Regions from separate parts of the Mus musculus genome. Here region 2 is linked to region 1. The links are chromatin contacts, called in public promoter capture Hi-C maps. All regions are on one chromosome and are shown on one strand. Each heading gives the region's core, a stretch centred on a gene start, on an enhancer-like site or on the middle of the called end of the contact. The rest is flanking DNA. Distances are from core to core; before and after follow the strand shown. Region 1 holds the start of Fbxl15 (F-box and leucine-rich repeat protein 15). Region 2 holds the start of Ina (internexin neuronal intermediate filament protein, alpha).

Region 1 (6,790 bases), core at 1,990-4,489:
TCAGGCTGGGGGGGCAGGGATGGCGAGGCCAGGCAGGGAGTAAGGGGGCTGCATGCTCTTCAGACAGGCCTGCAAGAGAGGAAGGAGAACATGGGTGGAGTGCTTTGGAGTCAGACAGGCGGGGCAGCAGAGACAGAGATGGGAAGGTGGGTTGGGCCTTCTAAAGTCCAGAGACCTATCCTGGGAATGTGGGATCAGCCATCCGGGGGACTCCTGCTTTGGAAAGCTTCCAGGGGCTCCTCTTCTTCTGTCTGGGAGCCCTGAGCATCACTTTATGGTGAAAGAGCAAGCTAATTCAGCTCATGGAGTTGTGTTCTGGGGCAGCCGGGAACTCTCTCTTGGGTGGAGGCTGGAATCTTATCTTCTGGATGATAGAGGCCATGTATCCTCTACAGTTCCACTTATGGGGGACCCTCACTTAGAATAGGAGAAACCATGCTTCTTTGAAGGAGAGGGAAGAAAAAGGGGGTTGCATGGGGGTGATGGAGTGTTGAGAGGGAAGAGGAGAGAAGGAAGGGTCTGAAGAGGCCTTAACATCGGTCCATAGATTGCTGAGTGGGGAATAGATATTCTATTCTCCATACCAGTACATGCACACACACACACACACACCCATGTATAAACACACACAAGAATTCATATACACACATGCAGAAGGACAAAGTATCAGTAGTTAACACATTCATAGGCAACACCCTCCAGTACACACGCAGTACTGCTCATAGACACACCCTCATACAATCACAGTCATAACAAATATGTGTATGATGGAAAAGCACATGCTTATCTTACACACACACACACACACACACACACACACACATCACCAAATAATAGCACACAAAGAGGTTCCCAAAATTCAGGCTCTCGTTCTCTGATGCACACAGAAACAGGTGTATCAGAGACCTCCTCGTCACAATCATAAACACAAATGCATATTTGCTCACAGAATCAGAGACACACATTCTCTCCTCCCCACACCAGTAACCAAGTCTGGGTGGGTGAGGGGGCTGCACCACATCCCTCTCCCTCAACTCCAGGGATATGAAATATCTTGCCCAGCCCAGAAGAGACCATAAAGGAAAACCGGGCCTCTGATGGCAAAGCAGCAGCATAGAGAAAGCTGTCAGGAGCAGCACCCCAGCCAGACAGGTTCTTAAAGCTCAACAGGAGCCTGGACCTCCCCTGTGAAGGCCCTCCTCCAAGGCACCCCAGTACTCACCGCTGCTCGTCAGGAGCTGGAATCGAAGAGAGGCAGAGAGGCTGGGCCCCGCTCAGCTGTAAAAGCAGCAAGGCTCCCGCTCGCTCCAGGCCCGCCCGCCCGCCTCTCAGTCCCTCCTCCACCCCTCCCCACGCTCTGCTCAAGCAACGCTAATCCCCCCCCCCCAACCTCCCTCCATTCCCAGGGCCCTAAGTCCCAAAGAATGTCACCACCTAGTCACTACCTAAGACTCACACCAGAGGAAAGGGAGAATGTGGAAGACCCCATTCTGTTCCCTAAACCCTCATATGCCCCACCCCACTCGTGTTCAGTTCTCTCTCGTCCATCATCTGAACCACACGTAGGGTCCAGATGCATACGCCTGTCCTGCTCCAGACCCCACGCGTGTCCCTAGGAGGCTGCCACATGACCTGTTACATGCCACACGCGCTCCCGCCCCCACAAGCACGCGGCCACGCAAAGCACACGGTACGGAGTAGATCGGACCCGCCCCCTAAAACCAGAAGACCCAACTATGGAAGGGACATTAAGCGAATGCAGTCATAAACACTTTGGGGTTCTGAACCTCAGACCCAGGAGTCCTGTCCTGAACCCCAACCCGGAGTGCAGAGGAAGGATAAATCAGACTCCAGGAGGAACTTCCTTACTGCCTAGGTTAATCGTCCCGCCTTTTCAGGGACGAGAGTTTAGAAGGGATGACCCCGAGACTGGGACAAGAAGCACAGGCAAACCTTGTGCCCTTGGCCAGGGTGGAAAAGGGTCTGGCTCTTTTAGGAAAACGCCACACGAGTTACTATGGTAACTATTCTCCTTTGGAAGGCCAAGACCGGCAAGTTATGACCTGGGAAGAAAGAGAGGGTCGATTCGGGTGGCCAGAGGGTGCGAGGACGTTCGAAGCGGGGGTGCGCGGGGCTCACCGCGGGGAGGGGTGGCGCGAGTTCCGCGAGGTGCTGAAGGGGACAGCGCCAGATTTGTCGTAATGCGCAAGCGCAGAGGCGCGAACAAAGGGGGGGGTGTGGAGGCGCGCGCCCGGAGGTGGTGCGCGCCCACATCAATCTTGCAGAGATCCTTCCAGGCTACCCCTTCCCCAAGTAGACTGAGACGAGGAAGCAATCCCCTCATCCACCTTCACCCTCTTGTGTCTTTCCGGTGCTAGTTGGCTTTTCTCTTTATGCTACAATTCAGTAATGAGGTAGTGTAGAAGGAATTCTGGGAAAACCAGGATTTCTGGGTTCTTTATCCTTGCTTCGTTTGATCCTGGTTAGGGAGCTTTCTCCCTAGAGCCTCGATTTGCCTGTCTTTAAAATGGACGGTCCTTCCTACCTTTGCTGATGTACCCAAACCCCTGATAAGGATGGGAAGCAGTTTTCGTTACGAAGCGGCTGAAATGTTTGCATAAGGGCACGCAATCATGTAGATAGGATGCAGCGGTCTTACAGTCTTTCGCATGCCCCACACCCACCTCAGATGTTGGAGGAAAATATTACGCCAGGGGTTCTCCAGAGAGGGACTTGGGCTTAGTATCTGGGGGTGCAGTGAAAGGGGAGCCTAGTGGTTGAGCTTTGGGAAGACAATGTCCCTACAATTAATCCAGGACCAGTCAAAGCAGTACGGCTAGTGGCCTGCACTGAGCAGGCAATTCCTCTCGGACTCTGGACCGCTGGAAAGCAGACCTGGCTGGTCCTATATAGTCCTTTGTCCTTAGGCAAAGAGCCGGACTACGCTGCCCTGAAGTGGAAAGAGATGGATGTCATGATTGTGCATTTCACAAGAAATGGCAGGTTTAAACAAGTGTGCTTGAGAGTAAAAGCCCTAGCGTCGCCCATTTAATCTAGTCTTTTGGCAGTTGCTTATTGAGCACCTAGTACATACCAGCTAGTTATAGTCTGGGCAGCCTCTCCCCCTTTTCTTTTTCCAAAGTCGCTTAAAGGCGACCAGAGGACAGAAGGAGGCACTGGGTAACCTAGGAGTCCTGGCTCCGCCCCTTCTGCCTTTGGCCTTGTCTGCTCCTCCCATCACCACTCAGAGGCGGCTACTGGCCCGCAACGGAGACCGAAAGCAGTGTTCGCTCGCCGCTACTCCAGCCTCGGGCTTCAAGCCCTGTAGCTGAGAAGACATCTAATGGTACATCACTGGTCCGTTCTGCCTCAGTTTCGGGATCCATCCGAAAAGCTTCCTGACAAGGATTCTCAGTGAGACCGCACTCGATTAAATCGGTCTGTCTCTTCCGACCAAGGAGGCGGGCTCGCCGCAGCCGCTTCAAGGCCAAAGCGAGTGGAGCTTACTGCGCACGCGCAGTAGACAGCGATGGAGCCACCAATGGAGCAGTCCGGAGGGGAGCAAGAACCAGGAGCTGTCAGGTACCGAGCACTGGAGGGGCCTAGGGAGGGAGGGCAGCCGAGTCTGGGCCGGACGCGGATCCCTCTTGCCAGCCGGGACTCTCGGGTATAACAGAAGGACTCGCACGTAACAGCGGCCCGGGGACGTCAACGCCGTTTTCCCCCTCAGGCTCCTGGACCTGCCCTGGGAAGACGTGCTGCTCCCGCACGTCCTGAACTGGGTCCCGCTGCGCCAGCTGCTCCGGCTGCAGCGCGTCAGTCGCGCCTTCCGGGCGCTCGTTCAGCTGCACTTGGCGAGGCTGCGCCGCTTCGACGCCGCTCAGGTGAGCCGGGGCCCGGAGCCACGCCCACGCCACGCCCCCGCGTGGGTACCACCGTCGCCCCGCCTCCAGGCCAGCCCCTGCTGCGCGGTAAACCCTTCCCGACCCCGGGTGAGACGTGGAGAATTCCAGAGGGCAGCGGCTCGGAGGGAGCTCGGTGTCCCTTCTGGGAGGGCAGGGGGCAAAGTCCCGAAGTTAGGCGGCTGCCAGGCAGTGGCCCGCCCCGGGGACAGACTTGAGTCTCCGTGTCTCCCGCCCGTAGGTGGGTCCACAGATTCCACGGGCGGCACTAGCCCGGCTACTGCGGGATGCTGAGGGGCTGCAGGAGCTGGCGCTGGCTCCGTGTCACGAATGGCTGTCGGACGAGGACCTGGTGCCGGTGCTGGCACGGAATCCACAGCTCCGGAGCGTAGCGCTGGCCGGCTGCGGCCAACTGAGTCGCCGAGCCCTGGGGGCGCTGGCTGAGGGCTGCCCGCGTCTGCAGCGCCTTTCCCTCGCTCACTGTGACTGGGTGGACGGGCTGGCACTGCGTGGCCTCGCTGACCGCTGCCCGGCTCTGGAGGAGCTAGACCTCACCGCCTGTCGTCAACTCAAGGACGAGGCCATCGTGTACCTGGCGCAGAGACGCGGCGCGGGCCTCCGCAGCCTCTCATTAGCAGTCAACGCCAATGTTGGGGACACTGCGGTTCAAGAGTTGGCTCGAAACTGCCCGCAGCTCGAGCACCTAGACCTCACCGGCTGCCTTCGGGTCGGAAGCGACGGTGTCAGGTGCCTGGGCATGGGGGCGGTACTGTAGGAAGTGGGCAGTCACTTTGGGGATAGGGAGGTGGGTTGTACTTGTCAAAGACCCATTAGAAAGACCTCTGGCATTTTTTAGGCTAGAAAGTGTACAATTAAAAACAAAACAAAACCAAAAACCAAAACCAAAACAACCCCCCCAAAAAAAAAACAAAAACAAAAAATAAACAGACTTGGGAGCCAAGATTGACACACTGAGAAATGTCACATAAAGTTGATTTCTGGCATTTCTGCAACAAGGTGGGTAATCTAGAAACACTGGAAGGAACTATGGATTGGTACTCTCTAAGAACCAGAAACCCCAAATGAGCCTGGAGTCTGTAATTCCTTCCTGGCCCCTTCCTTTAGGTACAGTAAAAAAGAGCAGACCCTGAGCTGGAGGGAAAGCTAGAACTTGCTGGAGCCAGCTGCGGGTTTAGAGGGCTGGCCCTCCAGACCGTGAGATTCAGCACCTAGCATCACCATACTCCTCCCTCAGGACACTGGCCGAGTACTGCCCGGCGCTGCGCTCTCTGCGGGTGCGGCACTGCCACCATGTGGCTGAACCGAGCCTGAGCCGCTTGCGGAAGCGTGGTGTGGACATCGACGTGGAACCACCCCTGCACCAGGCTCTGGTGCTACTCCAGGACATGGCAGGCTTCGCACCCTTTGTCAACCTACAGGTCTGACTAACTTTCCTTGGGGTGGGAGCACAGCTGGACTGTGTAGCCCGGGCTTGACCCTGAGCCATAGGGAAACTGAACTGTGGGGGCCTGTGGTTGACAGGCCTGTGAAATCCCCTGTCCCACCCTGGAATTTCAAATAAAGAGCTTTTTACCCCTTCTTGCGTGGTGCATAGGGGACGGGAAGCTGGGAACTAGTCAGAGAGACAGGTTTTTTCCCTGCCCTGGGGGCAGAAATGAGCAGAATGAGCATATACCTTCCTTGGACCACTTTTACTGTGCTCTTGAAGGAAGCCCCAAGAATAGAACACTAGAGCAAGGGCCTCCAGAAGGGACAGGGTGGATGGGAGGGTGTCTGCATCCCTCTGGGATCAGCAGTGCTCGGCAGGATCCAGCACTGTCTCAGTGGAAGCGGTACTTTCTGGCCGGCTTGAGGTTGATGTATGTGGCCTTCATCTCCTCGGCCTCAGGGTTCCGGACATCTTTGAATCGCTCTCCCTTGGTGCTCACTACTTGGTTGTCGATGTATCGGATCAGCTTCTTGGGGGCCTGTCAGGCAATCAAGCAATGAATGACGAAAACCAGGGCTTGGCACAGCTCATTCCACACCCCCCAGCTGCAGACCCCCTCTTACCTCCTTGGGAGCCATAGGTCGGTGAGTCTTCTGGTCCTCCGCCCTGTCCACCATCATGTACCTGCCAAACGGACTGGGTGAAGCTCCGGCCACCTGGAAGACCCTCCAAGGCCCTGCCCAGCCCAGACTTACTTCTGAAGGATGAAAGACTTCAAGTCATCCTTTTGGGGGCCTCTGAGACGCCTGGGCAAGTCCTGCAGAGACGGGAGACCTATGCTAAGCCCAGTGGTAACAACATGAGCAGAGATGAAGACAGGCAGGGTATGCACTTAGCAAGAAGGGCAGCGATGAGGACAGGCAGGCTGTGCACTTAGCAAGAAGGCCTAATGGAGCTGAGGTTACTAGGGCGGGGGGGGCTGAGAGAGGATACCTGACTTGGGCCGTCCCAGCCTGGAGGCCCCTCTTCCTTGCCCTCTACCAGCATGTGCACAGCTTCCTCCAAGTCCCCCCGAGCTTTGGCCAGCACCCACTGGGCCTGCTCCATAGAGCAGGTAGGGAAGACCTCCAGGAGCACATCGACTCCTGGCAGTTCTTCTGCCGCAGCTGCCTGTGGGCACAAAGGCCAACAGTCGGTTCCGCTTCTTCCCTTCCCACCCCGAGGCCCTTTGTGGGTCCTCTCGCAGTACCTCATCTAGGGTGTTCCCGGGAGCAGCGGGAGGCCTGCTCTCTTCTTCGAGCTTTTCAGCTTGCCTCGGGGTCTCTGGAAAAATGGGCACCTGACCTTGGACACAGGAGCTCTGTGGGTGCAGGTTCTCTTCAAGAGGCAGAGAGGGTATCGGATTTGGCAGGGCTCGGGCGGGGATGTGAATCCTCCA
Region 2 (6,786 bases), core at 2,934-5,433, 690 kb after region 1:
AGAGGCAGAGGCAGGCGGATTTCTGAGTTCGAGGCCAGCCTACAGGTCTACAGAGTGAGTTTCAGGACAGCCAGGGCTACACAGAGAAACCCTGTCTCAGGAAAAAAAAAAAATCGGTTCAGGACTTGTTTCTACTTTGTATTTGGAACATGTTTTCTTCCTGCTATGTTTGAAGAGCGCTTCATAAATCCTAGATACATAGCCCTTCCTGTGACTTGTAAATATTTCCTCCCAGTCTACAGCTTGTCTTTTCAGTTTTCTAACACAGGCTTTTATAGAGAGCAAAAGGCTTTTAATTTTGATGAAATCAAATTTATTGATTTTTTTTCTTTCTGCATCGCATTCTTGGTGTCAGGCCAAAAGCTTTCACAAGCAGTTCTACTTTTTTTTTCATTACACAATTTGACAGTGTGATACATTCAGGGGGTTGGGGGGAAGGTAGACGTAGAATGGGCGTAAGGAGCCCTTAATCAGCGTTAGAATAATCACAGCAGATGAAACGTAATTCTGAGTCAAGTTAGCACTGCAAAGGCTGTACAGATGGAGAAGGGGAAGAGGAGAGTTCATGGGCGGGACAGAACATTTTAAATTGTACATACCAAGGAAGGCTTCATGGAGGTAACAACATCTGAGTCTTAACAGTACCAACAACTGGATGAATAAGATCTACATATAATGACATATATGTGTTAAAGTGTCCCGAGGAAAGGCCACGGAGATGGCTTAGTTGGTAAAGTGGTTAGCCTTGCAAGTCTAAAACCCAGCTTCAATCCCTGGAACCACACTAAAAACTGGATGCAGCTGGGCTAGGTGTGTCACACACCTGTAATCCCAGCGCTCTGAGCCAGAAACGAGATCTCTGTGAGTTTGAGGGCTGCCTGATCTACATAGTGAATTCTGGGCTAACCAGGATAGCATGATAAGACTTTGTCTCAAACACACACACCCCCCCCACACTCACACACACATACCCCACCCTCACACACACACTCTCACACACCCCACACTCACACACACACACACACATACACCCCACACTCACACACACACACACCCCACACTCACACACACACATACACCCCACACTCACACACACACACACACCCCACACTCACACACACACACATATACACCCCACACTCACACACGCTGACACACACATTAACATACACACACACACTCAGACACATACACACCTGTAATTCCACCACTCTTACAGGAGTTGGGAGACAGGAGAATTACTCTGAAGTTTGTGGACTAGCAGCCTGACTTAAGCAATAGGAAGAGAGAGATCCTGCCTTAGCAAGGGGCAGGAGACACCAGCTTCTCAAAGTTGTCCTCCAACCTTCATGGATGTGCCATGGTACATGCATACACACATGTATATACACATACACACCCAAATACATAGAAATTAAAAAGAAAATTAGAGGCTGAGGCAGAAGGAATACAGAGAGCTCAAGGCTAGTCTAGGATACATAGCAACACACTATCTAAAAGAATTAGTGTGGGGTGGAGGAAACACCATAATGAACCCCGTTACTTGTATGTTATGTTTAAAATTTTCTTTAAAGAGGCTGGGAGTGTATCTGTGTTGGTAGAATGTCTGTTCAGCCTGCTTGAGGCCTCGGGTGCCCCAGCTGTATAAACTGGGGATGGAGGCATACCCCCGTGACTCCAGCACTTTCCAGGAAGCAGGAGGATCAGTAGTTCAAAGGCCAAAACGGCTCAGTAGGTAAGAGCACCCGACTGCTCTTCCGAAGTTCCTGAGTTCAAATCCCAGCAACCACATGGTGGCTCACAACCCCATCCGTAAGGAGATCCGACTCCCTCTTCTGGAGTGTCTGAAGACAGCTACGGTGTACTTACATATAATAAATACATAGATCTTCACACTGGGCATGGTGGCACACACCTTTAATCCCAGCACTCAGGAGGCAGAGGCAGGCAGATTTCTTAGTTCGAGGCCAGCCTGGTCTACAGAGTGAGTTCCATCCAGGACAGCCAGGGCTCCACAGAGAAACCCTGCCTCAAAAACAAAAAAAAAAACAAAAAAAAATTGTATTTCAGCCAGGTATGGTTTCACACTCCTTTAACCCCAGCACTTGGGAGGCAAATGTGTATGAGTTCCAGAGATGGCAGAGATATCCTTATCCAGAAGCAGAATGAACAGCACAATCAGGTGCGCCATCTCGGCCTTCCGCCACCACGAGAGGCGCTGTGGTGCTGTCACTCTTACACGGTAAGCAAGGGAGGGTCGAGATGCACACCCATCACCTCTCAGTTCAATGATCTTCAAATATAACCCCGGTCATCTGCTATTGACCAAAATTCTCTGAAGCCTACTGAGCCCTATTCTGGCTACAAAAGATGACAAGAGTCTCGTGAAACTAAGAGAAATTCCGTGTTGGAAAGAATGTATGCCGTTGCTTCCTGGTGGCCTTGGGCCAGGAATGACAGCCATCTTGAAAACCGGCCAGAAGAAAGACAAAACCACACTCAAGCACTCCACCATGACTGCCAGGCAGTAATTCCTCACCACCACTGGTGTCTTCCAGCATCCGAGTCTTACAGAGCCCGAAAAAAACCAGCATGGTTTTTAGCTCGGGTTTTTGGTAAATGGTAAGGAGACAGGGCAGCTGTGACACAAAGCCAGGGGATATGTTCCATAAAATGACTTTTCTCTTACTTTCAGAGTCCTGTCCAAGTAATACATCCCTTCATGAAGTGAAACAAAACTTGTTCTAGAACCCCAAGATCATAAAAGGTGATAAGGGCCAGCTATGGTGGGCCACACTGGTGACTGCTGCATGTGGGAGGCAGAGGCAGGAGGATTGCCAGGAGCTCAAGGCCAGCTTAGACTGAGAGCAAAACCAACTTAGCTACTAGGGGCACAGAATGGGAGCCTTGTTTCAAAACAAACAAATGTAAGTTTGGAATTCGGAACTAGAAAGCAAAGGGCTTCACATTTCCTGGAGTTGTGCCACAGGATAGAAGGTAAACTAGATCCATCTATCGTTCAGGCTCCCACTCCATCCTAACCGGGTGTGGCGAGGACGGCCAATTCTGTCAGCCCTGCTCCTCTGCCTCACTCCTGGAAATGAGTCTTTGGTCCAAAGACTAATCCCCACAGAAAATGGTGCTCCCGTCCAATTCAGAATGGATTGTCAAACGCTTGCAGGGCCAGACAGATAAAAACAAAAACAAAAAAACAAAAACCGGGGTAAGAGGGGTGACTCTGAAGTGCTGGGAGCCCTGAGGAACAACGCACTTAAACAAAGGCACTCGCCCACCGCAGTCATCCTAAACCTTCTGCTTTCAAGAGTAGCAGGGGCTGGGCATTAAAAGATCAAAATCAATCCAGTTTCTGTTTAGATGAAACCTCCTGACTAGAAATCCAGTTTTGAAACGTTTTAAAATCTAATGTGTTTTGTTGTTGGTTTGGGGCTTTTTGTTTGTTTAAACCAAAGCCTGCAGCCTTTCTAGCAGCCTGCGGTCCTGGCACGCACGGTGACTGGAGGTCTAGAGGTGAATCCTGCTAATTCTCAACGCTTTGTCCTTTCCAGGACAGACCGCTTTCCTCCCGGTAACCCTTTGCACCCTTGGGGAAAAAAAAAATCAGCCTCTTGTTCGTCACCAATGTCCCCGAGAATCTCACTCTTTCTGCGAATCCTATCTCCTGTGGTGGCGGAACTGAGGGATGCTCTCTGAAGTGGTCCCACTTTCTCCGAAGAGAACCAGGAGCCGCCTAAGCCAGGAGATAAAGAGGGGGTTGCCCGCTCCCCCTGTAAAGAGTGGAGAGGAACAGGGCCTTACCCTTGGGAACTCTGGGATGCGGATGAGAATAGAGGACACCTTTCAGAAAAACCTCCTCTCCGTGGGGGATAAGAGCAGAAAAAAAAGGACAGGCTCTAACGCCATCAAAGAGCTGAGAGCGCTCGGCCGGGAAGCCAAGGTTGTTTGGGCACTCCCTCCCCTCCGGTCATTCCCAAGGCAGATTCTTGGGGTACAGGCGCAGCGGACAGGGACGGCCCAGGACGGTGGCGCGCAGCTGCGGTGGCACTGCGCTCCCCCGCCCCCGCAGGCCCCCCTTCCTCTCCCCGCTCGATCTGAAGATGAAGCTCCACCCCTAGCGCGTCGCCCCAACCCCGCGCCTTAAAAGCCCCGCACACCGCCCCGCCGCACCCAGCCTTGCCGCACCTTCGCGTCCTCGCCAGGTCCCGCCGCAGCCGCGCACCCGGCCCCGACCCCGGCACCATGAGCTTCGGATCGGAGCACTATTTGTGCTCCGCCTCCTCCTACCGCAAGGTGTTCGGGGACAGCTCGCGCCTCTCCGCGCGCCTGTCCGGGCCGGGAGGCTCGGGCAGCTTCCGCTCGCAGTCGCTGTCCCGCAGCAATGTGGCCTCCACGGCCGCCTGCTCCTCGGCCTCGTCCCTCGGCCTGGGCCTGGCCTACCGCCGCCTGCCGGCCTCCGACGGGCTGGACCTGAGCCAGGCGGCGGCGCGCACCAACGAGTACAAGATCATCCGCACTAACGAGAAGGAGCAGCTGCAGGGCCTCAACGACCGCTTCGCCGTGTTCATCGAGAAGGTGCACCAGCTGGAGACGCAGAACCGTGCGCTCGAGGCCGAGCTGGCCGCGCTGCGCCAGCGCCACGCCGAGCCGTCGCGCGTCGGCGAGCTCTTCCAGCGCGAGCTGCGCGAGCTGCGCGCGCAGCTGGAGGAGGCGAGCTCGGCGCGCGCGCAGGCCCTGCTGGAGCGCGATGGGCTGGCCGAGGAGGTGCAGCGACTGCGGGCGCGCTGCGAGGAGGAGAGCCGCGGGCGCGAAGGCGCCGAGCGCGCCCTGAAGGCGCAGCAGCGCGACGTGGACGGCGCCACCCTGGCCCGCCTGGATCTGGAGAAGAAGGTGGAGTCGCTGCTGGACGAGCTGGCTTTCGTGCGCCAGGTCCACGACGAGGAGGTGGCCGAGCTCCTGGCCACGTTGCAGGCGTCTTCGCAAGCCGCCGCCGAGGTGGACGTGGCCGTGGCTAAACCAGACCTGACTTCGGCGCTGAGGGAGATCCGCGCGCAGTATGAGTCCCTGGCCGCTAAGAACCTGCAGTCCGCCGAGGAGTGGTACAAGTCCAAGTTCGCCAACCTAAACGAGCAGGCTGCGCGCAGCACCGAAGCCATCCGAGCCAGCCGAGAGGAGATCCACGAGTACCGGCGCCAGCTCCAGGCACGTACCATTGAGATAGAGGGTCTGCGCGGAGCCAATGAGTCCCTGGAGAGGCAGATCTTGGAACTGGAGGAGCGGCACAGCGCTGAGGTGGCCGGCTACCAGGTAAGGGCTGGGATGCTGCATAGGAAAGAGTGCCCTGTCCTTTTCCGTACAGAGATAGCTTCACTCCCTGTAAACTGGTGCCCTAGGAAACCACGGGAGGGAAAGGGGAGAGAGGGGAGCGTTGACTAGAGGCGTCAGTCAACAAACAAACAAACAAATTAAAAAAAAAACCACGAAGTCTCACGCATGCAGCCGCAAATGTGGACTGTATGTGCCTGGAAGCTAGCTCTTCAAGCCCTTGATGTCTTCGCCCTCTATTTTGGAGGGTGGGGGAGTTTGAGGCACAGAGCCCAAGTCTTCATGCATATACTAGGCATATGCAGTAACACGGAGCCACAACCCCACCCCCAGTCGCTTGTCTGAACTCTTCTAACAAAGGAGTCTTTAATCTTTCTAGGAGTCAAAAAAAAAAAAAAAAGTAACCATGCCTTCCTGTCACCAAGAGTACAGACACACTAACAGAACAGTGCCGACCCAAAGTGTCCCCAGAGGGCGCAGGTCATGGCTTCTGTGGGCGGGTACTTAAGAATCTGGTTTGTTTAGTTGACTTTGAGAAGTCTTTTCTGAGTCTTACTGAGAATTGATATTTACAGAGTATCGTCCGCTTTAGGATTGGGAAGAAGGCTCACTTTCTTGAGTTTTGCTCTAAAAAAGGAGTGGGATGTAGCATATTTAAGCTAATGACAACTGCCTTGCCCCACCCTTGCGCGCGCGGGCGCACACACACACACACACACACACACACACACACACACACACACACACACACACACACGAAACCCGCGAGACACACGCGCAGTTTCCTTGTCCATCTACTAAACAAGCTTTGAGCCCGTTCAGCTTGAGACCGGTCAGGGCGCTGTCCGAGGTGCTGATCTCCTGTTCCTCCCAACGCAGAAATGTCTCCTGCTTCATTATGTTTCCAAATTGTCCCAGTTAGGAAGTCTAGGCCTCAATGCAATTAACTGCTTCTTTTTTTTTTTTTTTTTTTTTTTTTTTTTTTTTTTTGATGTAACACAATCAATCTTGGCTAAATGAACTCAAAGCTCATCTTGTAGATAGCTTCAATTTTTGCCTCCAAGGATAGCTTTGCAGTTAACAAAAACCTTTTAATCGGCTCGAAGGCTGTGAGGTCTCACTTGAAAACCTCTGTTACCTTGACATCTTTTTCAGCTTATGGGCACATGGCGAGTTACAGAGATGGTTTCTTTGTTATAGGTGACTTTTGTGTTTCACCTTTCCCTGCCCTGTAAGCTCTGTGAAGGTAATGATTGGCTCTTTCGTCACAACAAAGGCCACTGTGTCCTCAGTTTCACTACATTGAACATGCTAGCTTGTGAATACAAAAGGCTCAGAGACAGAAGACAGGACAAATGAAAAATGTAGAAAAAAACACACACACACACAAAATTAGGTGGTTTAAGTACAATGAACAATAAAAGCTCTTTGGGATATAATAATTCA

Evidence for each region. Promoter capture Hi-C pulls out the DNA fragments that hold promoters and counts their contacts.
Region 2: a promoter capture Hi-C map of liver shows a contact between it and region 1, with 3 times the contacts expected there. The contact joins the promoter of Ina here to the promoter of Fbxl15 in region 1. A contact is called at or near these places in 1 of 39 promoter capture datasets (liver) and 1 of 484 Hi-C or Micro-C datasets (embryonic stem cells).

The regions. Positions count from the first base shown.
Region 1 is chr19:46,324,945-46,331,734 of GRCm38.p6, forward strand. Fbxl15 (F-box and leucine-rich repeat protein 15) reads left to right here and starts at 3,240. Exons shown (of 4, transcript NM_133694.2): 1 at 3,240-3,582; 2 at 3,731-3,884; 3 at 4,144-4,649; 4 at 5,158-5,502. The coding sequence starts at 3,530. The coding sequence ends at 5,347. Psd (pleckstrin and Sec7 domain containing) reads right to left here and starts at 2,212. Exons shown (of 18, transcript NM_028627.2): 1 at 2,140-2,212; 2 at 1,223-1,278; 3 at 1-69. It overlaps Cuedc2 (CUE domain containing 2), which reads right to left. Exons shown (of 9, transcript NM_001164291.1): 5 at 6,602-6,729; 6 at 6,346-6,522; 7 at 6,108-6,169; 8 at 5,976-6,036; 9 at 4,868-5,890. The coding sequence ends at 5,744.
Region 2 is chr19:47,010,498-47,017,283 of GRCm38.p6, forward strand. Ina (internexin neuronal intermediate filament protein, alpha) reads left to right here and starts at 4,184. Exons shown (of 3, transcript NM_146100.5): 1 at 4,184-5,322. The coding sequence starts at 4,258. It also overlaps a transcript of Nt5c2 not described here.